2 separate regions of the Mus musculus genome follow, and region 2 is linked to region 1. A link is a contact called in public HiChIP or PLAC-seq data. All regions are on one chromosome and are shown on one strand. Each heading gives the region's core, a stretch centred on a gene start, on an enhancer-like site or on the middle of the called end of the contact. The rest is flanking DNA. Distances are from core to core; before and after follow the strand shown. Region 1 holds the start of Mvd (mevalonate (diphospho) decarboxylase). Region 2 overlaps Gm42048.

Region 1 (7,203 bases), core at 478-2,977:
ACAAAAATACCCATGGGTGAAACTATTCATTCCGGAGTAAATTAATTGTTCTCTTCTTTCTTTAACTTATTGTTTTTATTTTTTAGAGACAGGATCTCACAGTGAACTTCTGGCTGGCCTTGAACTCACAGAGACATCCTCCCCCCTTCTTCTTCTTTGGGTTTATTTATTTAGGTTTTTTCAAGACATGGTTTCTGTGTAGCCCTGGAACTTACTCTGTAGATCAGGCTGCCCTGGAATTTACAGAAATCCACCTGACCTCTGCCTCCTGAGTGTTGGGATTAAACACACCACCTTTCTGCTGGTGTGTGTGTGTGTGTGTGTGTGTGTGTGTGTGTGTGTGTGTATGAAGCAGAAAAGTTATTGCAAGAGAAATTGAAAATACGAGCCATCTCACAAGCCACAAGGAAACAATAGTGAACTCCCATTGGTCAGCTGTCAGCCTGACTGACAGGCTGTCTACTGTGGCGCAGAAGGCCTATTCACACACTCTCGCTCTAGCAGAGAGAGCTGAGCAATCGATCCAGCTTCCAAGATGGCAGCCGGCCAACAGCTATCAACATCGCCCCAGGCACATAGCTGCTTGGCTGGTTCATCCACTTCTAGGAATCTACGCAAGCACTCTTATACACAATGCAAGGAAAGTCCGGTGCATGGCTTCCAAGGGGGACGGCTTGAGTCAATTACCGACGGTCTAGACAAACAAGGAAGCTGTTTTGGTGTGCAGCTGGAAAGTGTCCAAGAAACTCAGACGTAGAAAAAGCAGCATGGAAAAAAAAAGCAACTCCCATTCACTGTGTAGAAAATGTCAGCCAGAAGGCTGTGAAAGGATTAGGTACCATCCACACTCCTAGGAACAGAACTGGTGGCCTGGGTGGGTATCGTGTGCTCGCACATCTTCGGAACTCTAAGCCATTCAACAGCCACGATTTTACAGGAGGTGGAACCAGGAAGTTGTATCTGTTTCTGTTGGAGAATGGATGGTTAGTTCTGGAAACAGAGGTGACGGTTGTATCAAGTAAATATACTAAAGGTCACTAAACTGTACCGTAAGAATGACACAGAAATGTGCCGATCCATTTCAGCTACGGAAAAAAAAAAAAAAAAAACGACAAAATTCTTGCTTGTGTGGAGCTTGGGAGAGAAAATGCCCATCTCGGATGCAGTACATCCGCCGGCGCGGCGGCTGGACACCTCAGGCAAGCTGTGAGACCCCAGACTGTGGGACCAGGAGACTGGAGGTTGTGACAAGAGAAGTCAGATTGTGAATGTAGAAGATTCCAGGATGTGGGGCTCGGGCGCGACCTTGGGCTGCGGATCCCTCCGGATTCACCGTCTAGTGAGCTTTTCATGCAGCGTAGAGGCTAGATGCGTATCCTTTTTCAGCTCCGCTGTTTCAGCAGCAGATGGCCCCGCTGTCCCGACGGTCACTCAGGCTATCCAGTGGTGCTTGTGCCAGAAGGAGGAACCTTTGTAAGAAGGAGGCCTCCTACGCCTGCGCAGATACCACCTCCTGCGCATGCGTAGATTCCACTCCCTGAGCGGACCCCGCCTCTCGCTCGCAGCCACGAGCTTGCAGGCACCGGGGGCGGGCTCAGTGTCAGCCGCACATCATTCGATCCTGTCCATAGGCTAAAAAGTGGATCATGGGCTCGGCCTGTCGCCTATTGGACAGCACGGGAAAAGCCCGGCCAGCGGGCCAATCATATGGCAGCGCGTGAGTCTGTAGACACCGGGTAATCGGTGCTGGGCTCTCTAGCTCGGGACTCCAGCATCTCAGTTATGGCCTCAGAAAAGCCTCAGGACCTAATGGTCACCTGCACGGCGCCGGTCAACATCGCAGTTATCAAGTACTGTGAGTGCTGGAGACAACAGTCACCTCGGCCGGGATCGGGGCATAGAGCTGGAGGCTGTAGTCACTGGGACCCCTGGGCTCGAGGGTCGGGTTCCAGAGTAGCTGGGCTGGAAAGGGGATCCTCCAGGCTGGAATGAGGGGGAAGTTCGCCACCGTCAGATCCATGGGCACAGTGGTGGAAATGGGGGTTACTACAACCAGGATCGGGGAGCCTGGGAGTTGGAGACCGGGGCACAGGTGCCGGGATCGATGTGCACAGGGCTGGAGATGAGGGTCACTGCTGCCGGGATTCAGGGTCCTAGGGCTGGAGGGAAAGACCAATGTCCCGGATCTGGAGTAGCTGGGCTGGAGAAGGCTGGGAGGGTAGCTCAGGGATGAAGGGGGCGTTGCCATGCAGGGATCCGAGGGGCGCTGGTGAGGGGCAGATCTTCCTCCCTCCCTGGTGACACTTGTAAACTGGGGAGGTATTGCCGGGACCAGGGCTTCTCACCCCAGTCTCCCTCTGCTCTTCCTTCCACCGTGGTCATTTAGAAGTGGATCCACGCAGCCTGTAGATTCTTGAGTTTGGCTCGTTTCAGTACGCACGCTCTTCCCGAGGATTATCCAGGTGGACGCAGCAGGATTTCATTGCCCACTGTTGCTTAGGCCCTAGAACAGGGGCTCTGTTGTTACCAGGAAAACTGCTGCCACATTTATGGGCAGGTTTTGGTGTGAACTTTCATCCTTCCTAGGAAGAATGCCCTGGCAGCTCTGGGAGAACAAGAGTCAGTTCTTCATTCTGTTAATGATCTGTGGGTTCCCTGGGGTGGCAGTACCCAGCTGGTATTCCCACCAGTGCTACGCCAACCCTTAAGATTTAATTAATTTATTTAATGTATATGAGTACATTATAGTTGTGAACCTTCATGTGGTTGTTGGGGATTGAATTTAGTACCTTTGCTTGCTCCAGTCAACCCCAGCTCTCTCTGGCCCAAAGATTTATTTATTATTATAAATAATTATTATAAATAATTACACTGTAGCTATTTCAGGTGCACCACAAGAGGGGGTCAGATCTCATTACAGATGGTTGTGAGCCACCATGTGGTTGCTGGGATTTGAACTCAGGACCTTTGGAAGAGCAATCGGCGCTCTTATCCACTGAGCCATCTCTCCAGCTCCCCATTTCTTACTTCATCTCTTTGCGGGCCATTTCTTCTTTGCGTGGTTGCTGCTTGGAGCACTTCCATGGTGGCTGCTTTAAAGCCTTTGCCAGCAGTTGCAGCATCTCTAGACACTTCAACGTTAGTGTCTTTTGGTTTTTGTCTCAGTGTGAGATCCTCCTTTTTGGTGTGACATGATTTGGGGTGAGATCTAATGGTTTTCTGCTGTGCACTGAGACTCAAGTCCTATTAAAACCTTTAGCTGGGCCTGGAGAGATGGCTTAGTGATTAAGAGCACTGACTGCTCTTCCAGAGGTCCTGAGTTCAATTCCCAGTAACCACATAGTGGCTCACAACCATCTGTAATGGGATCCTCTGGTGTGTCTGAAGACAACAACAGTGTACTCACATACATGAAATAAATAAATAAATCTTTTAAAAAACAAAGCATAACCTTTAGCTATTGGAGGAGGGACACCACCTCTTTTATGGCAGACAGATAGATACACCTACTTTGTATGATACTTGTTCCTGCTGGGGCTCTGTAGGGTTCCTGCAGGAGCCATCAGGCCTCCTCTGGAAACTGCAGGCCAGGCTGGGAGAAGCATCCATCTGCCCTGTGGATGAAGTCCAGGTGGCCAGCTGAGCCAGGGCAGCCTGCTGTCCTTCAGGGAGGAAAGTGTGGAACTCCCAGGCTAACAGAGCCTTGGAACAAGGGCAGGGCTGAAACAAACAAAGTTTGTCGCACTCAGCTGCCTGGGTTTTCTTGATGCAAGTGTTGCTGACCTGGGACCAGTGGGCAAGAAGAAACCCACATAAGTGTACCCAAAGCCAAGTCGGGCAGTGGTGGCACATGCCTTTAATCTCAGCACTTGGGAGGCAGAGGCAGGAGGATTTCTGAGTTCGAGGCCAGCCTGGTCTACAGAGTGAGTCCAGGACAGCCAGGGCTACACAGAGAAACCCTGTCTCCAAAAATCAAACAAACAAACAAAAAAAAATAGTGTACCCAAAGCCATATACCCTAGCGGTGCCTACATCTGAGGCCCCAGGGTCTTCCTTCCTGTCTTGTATAGGGCAGCTGGGCTTCAGCCTTAGGCCATAGGGCATCCGCTCTGTGTTCTTCAGAGCAGCCCTGTGGTTCCAGGAGAGCTACCTGTGTGCAGATGTCTGTCTGTAGGCAGCAAAGGGTGAAATCACCTGCCCAGTGGGTCTTTTGTTATCGCCTGGCCAAACAACTCCTAATTAGCCAAGCATGTGCAGAAACCCGACATAAGTGTGATGCTACAAGCTAAGAGCTGCGGGCACCCTCAGATATCTGCGCCTCAGGCTTTCTGGGACATTTTTTTTTTTAAAAGATTTATTTATTATTAAATCTGAGTACACTGTAGCTGTCTTCAGATGCTCCAGAAGAGGGCGTCAGATCTCATTACGGATGGTTGTGAGCCACTATGTGGTTGCTAGGATTTGAACTCAGGACCTTTGGAAGAGCAGTCGGTGCTCTTAACCACTGAGCCATTGCTCCAGCCCTTTCTGGGAGATTTGACTGTGCTTGGGGTCGCGGGAGTCCTGGGCAGAGGGGCCGTTCTGATCGGTACCATCTGGGACACGGTCAGGACCCGGACTCCTCTGGGCGGACAAGCAGGTGGAGGAGATAGACCACCAGCCACATAGGCACATGATTCCTGGTAAACGCCCTCGGCTGTATCTGGGCAGTGAGAGAAAGAAGGAGGAAGTGTGAATTAGAAGTGGACTGGTCCCCTACCTCCACTGTGCTCTGGGAAGGTTCACTGAGCTTTGAGTCTGCTGCCAATTTAGGAGGTCTTCCTGAGGTTGTGTAGTGAGAGGGGATGGAGCACTGAGGGGAGGACCAGGAACTCACTGCTTCGGTTGTTGTTTCAGGGGGGAAGCGAGATGAAGCGCTGATCCTGCCCATCAACTCCTCCCTGAGCGTCACGCTGCACCAGGACCAGGTGATTGTGCTCTGGTGGCTGGAATGGGGTGACTTCTCATGGGACCATAGCCGGGCCTGTGTCCTCCTAATTCCCGTTGACCATCCAATACGCGTTAACCCTTGTCTCCTCATCCACACACAGACCCAAAGCCACGGGGTTGGTTTTACGTCCGATTCCTTTACTCAAGAGGGACCAGGTGTCCATGGTTCTGTGGTGAGACAGTGCTCACCCTGACACAGCGCAGGTCAGGCCAGTATGGCTACCCTGAGGGGCTTGCCCACTTCCCTGCTGCCTAGCCAGGGCTGACCCTGGGGGCCCTTCTGACCTTCCACATGCTTGCCCAGGTGGACAGCCATACTGGCCCTAGGTAGGCTCTGAGACCTCTTGGCAGAAAGGGGTGCTTGGCGGGCATTCGTCCTCGGCACTGACCCTGGGTTTTCTTCCCAGCTAAAAACGACCACAACCGTTGCCATTAGCAAGGACTTCACAGAGGACCGCATCTGGCTGAATGGTCGCGAGGAGGACGTGGGGCAGCCACGGCTCCAGGCCTGCCTGAGAGAGAGTGAGTTGGGGTGACCTCTCCCCTCTCCCAGCCCCCAGTTAAATGAAGCATCAGGAGTAGGTTCAGTGCGTCTGCCAACTGGCAAGGCCACTCACTCTGCCATCTGCCCTGCAGTTCGCCGCCTGGCTCGGAAGCGGAGGAGCACAGAGGACGGGGACACTCTACCCCTCAGCCTCAGCTATAAGGTGCACGTGGCGTCAGTGAACAACTTCCCCACTGCTGCAGGCCTGGCGTCCTCAGCCGCAGGCTATGCCTGCCTAGGTGGGTACCTGGGTTCTGCTCTGTGGTAGTAGGGGGTTCCCTGGACTGTCAGCATCCTGACTATCATCTTAGGGTTCTAGTGCAGTGAAGAGACACCATGACCAAGGCAAGTCTTTTTTTTTTTTTTTTGGTTTTTCGAGACAGGGTTTCTCTGTATAGCCCTGGCTGAGCTCACTTTGTAGACCAGGCTGGCCTCAAACTCAGAAATCCACCTGCCTTTGCCTCCCGAGTGCTGGGATTAAAGGCGTGCGCCACCACGTTCGGCTCCCAAGGCAAGTCTTATAAAGGACAACATTTAATTGGGGCTGGCTTACAGGTTCGGAGGTTCGGTTCACTGTCATCAAGGCAGGAGCATGGCAGCATCTAGGCCAGCATGGTGCAGGAGGAGCTGAGAGTTCTACATCTTCATCTGAAAGCAGCTAGGATGAGGGTCTTATAGCTCATACTCACAGTGACACACCCACTCCAACAAGGCCACACCTCCTAATAGTGCCACTCCTTAGGGCCAATCAGATACAAACCATCACAGCTTGTTGGAGCTCCCTGTACACAGACTCTGAGTTTGGCTTTTCCCAGAATGCAGTTGACCACCAGACCCTCTATGCATTTGTGTGAGGGCCCTTCAGCTCCCAAGTGACAGAAGTGATACAAGCTACTTATCTTGAGGCATGGTGGGAGGAGGAGGGTTGGGGAATATCCTTGGCTCCTCTCCCCACACACACCTGGAGAACTAAAAGGCCGTGGCCCAGCTTCAGGCATGGCTGCCTTCCAGCTGTCCGACCCCATGGTCAGGAGCTCTCCTCTCCCATCCGTATCCTCTCTGCTTCTTGCCTTGGGTCACTACGTGGCATCCCCAGCCCTGGCACAGGCAGCCCTCACAATGGTGAGCTTAGCCCGCATCCATCGGCTCCAGGGGTGATAGATAACCTGTGTTGTCCTGAACTGGAGGTGTAGGTGAGCCTTGAGGCAGGGTCACCTTCTCAGGAATGCTGGACTCAAGGAAGGCCCCATGCCGATGAACAGCAAGCTTACCTCACTGCCTGCCCTACTGCCTTCCCTGTGCCTCAGGCTCTCACCTGGTGGCCTTCTCATTGTCTCCTCTTCCCTCAGTGCTTCACTTGGGTGCAGCTCCTCAAAGAAACTTCCCCACCCCAGGTCCTGAGGCTGTTTATGAGACTGACTACATTTCCAAACCCAGTACCGAGTGAAGCAAGACAGAGCTGGGAGCTGTCAGCCCCAGCTCTGCTTTCTCAGAAATTTCATTTCCTGTGTGTTGGGGAGGGCACTCCTAGCAGAGCAGTGTAAGACATTAACCCTTACCCTGCCTCTGTCTCTCTGCTGTACTTTCAGCCTATACCCTGGCTCAGGTCTATGGGGTTGAGGGAGACCTCTCCGAAGTGGCTCGGCGGGGCTCAGGCAGTGCGTGCCGCA
Region 2 (7,628 bases), core at 5,029-7,528, 600 kb after region 1:
TTTGACAGTGTAAGGTATGCTAAACATTTGTCTTTTCTATCAGACATTTAAACACGTGAACTTGAGACTTGAGTTGACAACAAGGAAGTAAGTCTTTTTTTTTTTTTTAAATCTTTTATCTCCCAAGCCTTCCAGGATTTTGGGCGCTTCTGCATTCTTGGAAGTTTAGTGACCCAAGTGGCAAACTCCTCCTCCCCCTTTCCTTTGTAATGATTCTTTTAAATCTAGCCAATTTCGAAAGACCGTGTGGTCGGATCCCACCCAGTGTGGTAAAGACACAAAGGTCATCTCGCATTGGCGATCTTGCCCTGTGGGCCTGCTCACTCTTCCTTGCTCCCTCTTGAGCAAGAGTCAGGTTTGGCCTCATTGAGACACGTCAGCAGGAGTCCTGGCCTTTTCTTTAGGATCCCAAACTTATGTCTCAATACTGGTCTCATCACTAATCATGGATTCTGACCTTGAACATGGCCATTTAAAGATCTGGTATTGGTTTGGGCAGGTGGCTCAGTGGGCAAAGGTGAGGACCCACAAGGTGGAAAGGACAAGCCAACTTCTGTGAGAGCTCCTCTGAATCCCATACATGTGCTGTGGCATGCATGTACACACACACACACACACACACACACACACACACACACACACTCATACACTCACACATATACACCACACACACACTCACACACACCATATACACACATACCACATATACACACTCATACACACATACTCACACACACCATATACACACACTCCCACACCACACACACTCCCACATGCATACACACACTTACCCCCACACACACACTCACACACCACACACTCTCACACACCACCCCACCCACCTACCACACCCACCCACAAACACACTCAGGCACACACATCACTTTGTAAGAAGAGAGACTTTGGTATCAACTTCATGATCAGGAACTCTCGTTCCTCTGCTTTTCTTTTTGTTCCGGTCTGAGGAGAAGGTAAGGATGGGTCAGGGGGATGGGGTGGTCCCTGAGGAATGGGGTGGTCCCTGGAAATACCATGTCCTCGGGAGCTGCTAGGAAACCTATGCTAGGCAACGTGGGGGCACGCGTGACACCTCTGCCAGGTGTGCCGAAGACTCTTGTTCCCTCTGCTGGCCTCTGGCATCCTGCCAAAACCAGTCCAATGCCCTGGTCTCCCAAGGGTCCCTTCAACATGGACATAGGCAGACAGTTGACAGGTGAGTTTACAAAGCACATGTATTTTCTACCTGCCTTACTCGGGGTTACTATTGCTGTGACAGAACACCATGACCAAAAAGCAAGTTGGGGAGAAAGCGTTTATTTGGCTTACACTTCCATGTTCCTGTTCATCCTCCAAGGATGTGAGGGCAGGACCTGGAGGCAGGAGCGGATGCAGAGACCATGGAGGGATGCTGCGCTCTGGCTTGCTTCCTCTGGCTTGCTCAACTTGCTTTCTTAGAACCCAGGACCAACAGCCCAGGGATGGCCCCACCCACAATGGACTAGGCTTTCCCCCTTAGGCAGCCTTCCTGGGCCTGGAGAGATGGTTTAGTGGTTAAGAGCACTGGCTGCTCTTCCAGAGGACCAATTAACCATCTCTAATTCCTGTTCCAGAGGATCTGATACCTTCATACCATGTGCACATAAAATAAAGTTAAATTAAAAAAAAAAAAGTCAGCTGGGCGTGGTGGCGCACGTCGGGAGGCAGAGGCAGGTGGATTTCTGAGTTCGAGGCCAGCCTGGTCTACAAAGTGAGTTCCAGGACAGCCAGGGCTATACAGAGAAACCCTGTCTCGAAAAGAAAAAAAGAAAAGTCTTACAGCTGGATTTTTATGGAAGCAGTTTCGTTCCCTCCGGTCAGATAACTCTAGTCTGTGTGTCATGTTGACATAAGACCAGCCAGCACAGAGACACGTTATTAGGCACTCAGAACACAGACCACACACATCCTGGAAGCCTAGGGCTGTGCAGAAGCCAGGTGAAGTGGGCAAGGGTTGGAAGCCACTCCCACCCCCCATACATCTCAGTCTGATTCTCCCTGTGGCCCGGGATGACCTGGAACCCAGCACTGTGCATCTACCATACACACCTGGGCTGTGTTGTCTGCTCCACAGTGTGAGCTACCTTGACGCTCTGGTTGTTTTCCTTCTCCTTCCTTGCATCCTTATCAGGTCAGTGGGACCTACTGTTAAGGGAGTGGGGCACAAAATTCTGAGGGGGCAGAGCTGAGGACCAGGATCAGGGGAGGAGCGTTTATCTGACCTGTGCTAGGACTTGGGTTCCAGGTGGAGCTGGAAAGAAAAGTCCATGCTAAAAGCAAATAAGTAAGAGTGCAGGAGGGTTCCGGCATCACGGAGCGGAGGGCGAAGCTAAGTGAAGACCCTGTTCAATCCAAGCGGGAAATTCCCTCAGTGCTAACTTAGGCTCTTCCTGACTGAGAGCAGTCCACACGGGACTTTGAAACTCCCTCATTGTTTGCTTTGTTTTTCTTCACTTTGTAAGATTTAAAACAACAACCCCAGTATGTTTAAGTTACAGACTGAAAACATTGTTTCAAAATGAAGCAGTAGCAGGATCCACAGTCCTGAGGAAAAACAAACTCCAACCCTGGTGACACAAGGTAAAATGTCTGTCTTGGCGCCAAGAGGATTGTTGTTCTCTACCGTTACTGGAGATGTGACATGGTGTGGTCACTGTCCTGTTGGAGTCCCCAGCTTGCCTCTCTCCCCGAAGTGGTCCCGCAAATTTCATTCCGCTCTCTCTCTCTCTCTCTCTCTCTCTCTCCAACCCTGCCCACTCAGAAAGCCTCTGAACAGAAAGAGGGACAAAGGGCCCAGTTCCTCATTCCTGACAGCTGTCCCAACACACTTCATTTGAAGTCACCAGCCACCCAACCCCCCTCCCCCCCCCCCCCCGCCCCCATGCAGCGTCCCCTGCACAAGCCCAGCATGTATCAGACAAGTCATTTTCTTTTGCCTACAGTCTATCAAAACCTTTACTTCTGTAAGCCTGCCCTTTCTGGTCTCCTCTTCTGAGGCTGGTGAACTTACCTGGGAGCCCATTCCTAAACGAACCTGCCTTTTTTCATTGAATTCAGCTCAAATTGGCTTATTTTTTTTTAAAGATTTATTCATTTTATTTATTTTTTTTAAGATTTTTTTTTTTTTTGAGACAGGGTTTCTCTGTTTCTGGCTGTCCTGGAACTCACTCTGTAGACCAGGCTGGCCTCGAACTCAGAAATCCTCCTGCCTCTGCCTCCCAAGTGCTGGGATTAAAGGCGTGCATAAAGATTTATTTATTTTATGTATATGAGTACACTGTAGCTGTGAACTGCCATGTGGTTGCTGGAATTTGAACTCAGGTCCTCTAGAAGAGCAGTCAGTGCTCTTAACTGCTGAGCCATCTCTCCAGCCCCCTATTCATTATATATATATACATATATATATATGTAAACTGTCACTGTCATCAGACACACCAGAAGAGGGCATCGGATCCCGTTATAGATGGTTGTGATCCACCATGTGGTGGCTGGGAATTGAACTCAGGACCTTTGGAAGAGCAGTCAGTGCTCTTAACCACTGAGCCATCTCTCCAGCCCAAATTGACTTATTTCTTCATCAAAGAAAACCTATTAGTCACATTAGAAAAATGGTTGGGCAGTTAAAGGATTACATGAACACACACACACACACACACACACACACACACACACACACACACACACACAAAACTAGCTATGATCTAGCCACTCTGCTCCTAAACACCCGCCCAAAGTTATGAAAGCACATATCTATAAGAGTCATGCTCAGGTTGTTCAAAGCAGAGATTTTAGTAATAATACACCTTCAAGTTGGAAGCAGCTGGCAGCTCAAATCCACACCGAGTGGTGCAGCGATAAATGAGGGACGACGGTCTGTTTGCACACAGAGAATTGCTAGGCTTGATGGAGATTCAGTGGTAGAGTGCTTGTCTAGCATGCAGGAGGCGCTGAGTTTGATTCCTTTCACAAGAGGGGCCTGGGAGAGGGAGGGAGGGAGAGAGGGAGGGAGGGAGGGAGGGAGATTGAGAGAGAGAGAGAGAGAGAGAGAGAGAGAGAGAGAGAGAGAGAGAATATGAGAGAGAATGAAAATGAGAATGGGGAATTGAAACAGTAACACTCACAGGTAAACCTGCAACTCTCAAAACAATCAGATTCGGTGAAAGAAGCCAGAGTCCTAAAGGTCCTCATCAAAGGTGTCCACTTTATGACTGCATTTCTAACATCCTGAGAATGATAAGTAATCACTGCCTGTGAGCACCCTGGGACAGGGATACAGAGGGGAAGGCTAGATAAGAGTACAGGGAAGTTTCTGGGGGTAGAGGTGGTTTTGCAGCTGTTGTGGTGGCCTCGTAACAGACATATAGGCCATTGCATATTTAATTCTACACTTTTATTTGTCATCTTATTCTTTTATTTAGAAGGTAACCATATGCAACTCTATAACAAGAAGCTTGAAAAATGTTTATTTAAAAAGGATGACTTACTGGCACTGGAGACATGGCTCAGCGGTTAAGAGCACTGGCTGCTCTTCCAGAGGTCCTGAGTTCAAGTCCCAGCAACCACACGGTGGGCTCACAACCATCTGTAATGGGATCTGATGCCCTCTTCTGGTGTCTCCGAAGACAGCGGCAGTGTACTCATGTACATTAAATAAATAAATAAATAAATAAATAAACAAACAAACAAATCTTTTTAAAAAACCAAAGAGCTGGCTTACCTGATTGGTCAATTGGGTCTGAGGTTAAGAGATACTGTATGTCCACGAAGAGACCTGAGCTCTGTTCCCAGGTGGCTCACAACTGCCTGTAATCCCAGCTTCTGCAGGACTAGTGTCCCCTTTGTCCTCCTTCAGATCTGCACTAACTTGCACACACATGCACTCGCTCGCACACATGTGCACTCACTTGCTCACATGTGCACACATGCACTCATGCACTCACCTGCACATGGATTTCCAGTTTGGAACTCCCAGACTCATGAACTCTCTGCTTATCCTCCATTCTCCAGCCTGAGCTGCTGTACCCTCCCAGAGGCCAGGGCGAGCGTGTGTCCCTTCTGTCTCCCAGCAGCTGTCTGTCCCCGTTTAGCCACACGTGCACACTTCAAGCACATGCTTGTTGTTTACAGAGAATAAGTGGATACATCTTTCCTATGGTGGGAAATTATACTATTTCCCATCTCTGGATTTGACTCAAACAAGTAGAAGATTTCAACAACAATATATAAGGACATAGGGCAGTGGTTCTCAATTTGTGGGTCACAATTCCTAGGGGAGTACATGAGCCTTTCACAGGGATGGAAAATAATTGTATGGTTGGGGGTCACCACAATATGAGGAACTGTATTAAAAGGTTGCAGCATTAGGAAGGTTGAGAAGTATTGCCATAGAAAATCTAAACAGTGAGTTTCCAATAGACCAGTTATTCAACCACACAGGACACCTGCAGAAGACAGTGGCAGAATCAGCCACCCCAGGGGCACACTGAACACACTCTAACTCACTGACACATTGGAAAGGACCAGAAACAACAGTGTGCTCTCCTGCTACAAAAGCAGAAACTAGACATAAGTAACAAAAAGACTATGGGCGATGCTGGGATGCAGGCGAGTGGAAGAGCACATGGCTAGCACCTGCCTAGCTTGCGCTAGGCCCAGGGATAACACAGGGATCTCCAGATCGTAGGTCGCTAAATAAGGCTCTAAAGAGGAAGAATTCAGCTTTCTTTGCAATGCACAGCTGGATTCATATCCTCCCTAAACAACTAGGAAGTGAGACATCACATCTGCTACATGGGTTCGCTTCTGCATTTCACTCCTCTTTCTTTCTTTCCTTTCTTCTTGTTATTTTATTTTGCTTTTACACAGGGTTTCTCTGTGTATCCCTGGCTGTCCTGGAACTTGCTCTGTAAACCAGGCTGACCTTGAACCCAGAGATCCATCTGCCTCTGCCTCTTGAGTGCTGGAATTAAAGACATGAACCACCATCATCCAGCTGTCGCCGCCACCTTCTCCTCCTCCTCCTTCTCCTCTTGTTCTTTAAAAGATTTATTCTTGTTTTATGAGTATGAGTGCTTTGCCTGTGTGCAGGTCTATGCACCACGGCTGCAGGTGCAGTGCCCGAGGAAGCCAGGAGAGGGCGCTAGATCCCCGTACAGAAGTTACAGATGGTCGTGGCTCACAATGTCAGTGCTAGCTGACTGACCCAGTGAGTCAGCTCTTAACTCCTGAACCATCTGCCTATCCCTACCCACCCCCTTTCTTACTTGGTTCCTTTGGCCGATGTCTTCATATGTTTATCTGTCTGGATAGAAGAAAGCCTGCTCTCTGGTGTGCCTCCTGTGGCCTAAAATGATGCCTCACGCTGTAGAACTTCCAGTTAAATGAAGCGACTCAGCCTTCCAATTGAAAGAACTCAGTGGGGAAACCCCCACTCAGCTCCCGATTCGGCGTGCACCCAAGAATCACGAATAGAACACAACACCTTGATGTAACAACAAGAGGTTTTTTAATGGCGGAGCTCCGGGTCGAAACGTATCTCACACAACAGGAGACAGTGGATTCGACCACGAGGCTTGGAAGCTAGGGGGTTTTATAGAAAAGGAGTGGGGCTGGGGGAGGAATTGGCGCGGTTTCACATGATTGGTCCATTTAAACATCAGCAGCCTGTAACATTTAACTTAGGTCAGAGGGGTGGGAGCTAGGGAGGCGATGGGCTTGCCCGGGCATGTCCTGGTCTGTTCTGCTATGTTCTCAGCCCCAGGTTTCAAAGCTCAGAAACAACTCTTTGGGCTATTTAACATACATTACATGAATTACAGTTTTATTTCCTTTCATTCCCCTCTTTTTCTGTTTAGACTAATTCTAATCATAGAATTTTAGAGGTCGGTGTCCCTTAACTCTTCATCTACCTGAACTATAGGTTGATATTGCCTTTGAAGAACCATGAGTTTTACTGTATCAATTTTACTCTGGATGAAAGCCATTCCTCTATTTATTATACAAGGGCCGAAAACTAAAGCTAAGCATATCATAAGGATTGGTCCGGCTACAGCGGAAATTAAAGAAGTTATCCAAGATGGTCGTGATTCAAACCACGACTCAAACCACCCCCGTTGAGCATCCCGTTCCCGTTTCCTTCGCTCTAATCTTTCTCTCAGTTTCTGCATAGAGTCTCTAACTATTCCTGTATGATCTGCATAGAAGCAGCACTCTTCTTTAAGGGCAGCACACAGTCTTCCTTCCTTTAGGAACAACAAATCAAGACCTCTCCTGTTCTGTAAAACTACCTCAGACAGGGAGGTCAAAGATTTTTTTAAAGCGTCTATGGACTTCTCTATTGTCGCTAGGTCTTCATTGACAGCATCCCTCAAAGACTGAATTCCCTGTCTTCCTTCTATCAAAGCTGACACTCCCGTCCCCACTCTTACTGCCATACCTATTCCCATGAATGCAGCCAGGGTTAAAGTAATTGGTTCTCTTTTTGACCGCCGGCCCGCATAGCTTTCTTCTAAACTGGATGCAGGGTGATAATATACACGGGGTAACAGCTGGATCATGACACAAAAATCATGAGATGAATTAAAAACCTTAGT

The links. HiChIP or PLAC-seq counts read pairs in DNA pulled down with a chosen protein or histone mark.
Region 2: a contact with region 1 is called in an H3K27ac HiChIP or PLAC-seq map of embryonic stem cells, with 5 times the contacts expected there. The contact joins the enhancer-like site here to the promoter of Mvd in region 1. A contact is called at or near these places in 1 of 39 promoter capture datasets (embryonic stem cells) and 7 of 115 datasets of contacts at active chromatin or transcription factors (embryonic stem cells, microglia, pancreatic cancer cells and 1 more).

What each region holds. Positions count from the first base shown.
Region 1 is chr8:122,437,946-122,445,148 of GRCm38.p6, reverse strand. Mvd (mevalonate (diphospho) decarboxylase) reads left to right here and starts at 1,727. Exons shown (of 10, transcript NM_138656.2): 1 at 1,727-1,855; 2 at 4,897-4,967; 3 at 5,397-5,511; 4 at 5,626-5,772; 5 at 7,123-7,203. The coding sequence starts at 1,783. It overlaps 9330133O14Rik (RIKEN cDNA 9330133O14 gene), which reads right to left and starts at 1,493. Exons shown (of 1, transcript NR_045696.1): 1 at 1-1,493. It overlaps Gm51557 (a long non-coding RNA gene), which reads right to left. Exons shown (of 3, transcript XR_003947483.1): 2 at 4,877-7,203; 3 at 4,453-4,702.
Region 2 is chr8:121,840,076-121,847,703 of GRCm38.p6, reverse strand. It overlaps Gm42048, which reads right to left. Exons shown (of 4, transcript XM_030243893.1): 2 at 6,300-7,628; 3 at 4,521-4,672; 4 at 3,802-4,012. Among named protein-coding and RNA genes, the nearest start is that of Gm26812, 8.0 kb to the left of the region's middle. Within about 2 kb of position 6,278, at least 57 of the 459 cell types and tissues checked have an H3K27ac peak or open chromatin away from gene starts, as enhancers often do. A contact at or near this core is called in embryonic stem cells and stem cell-derived neural progenitor cells, where this site is marked.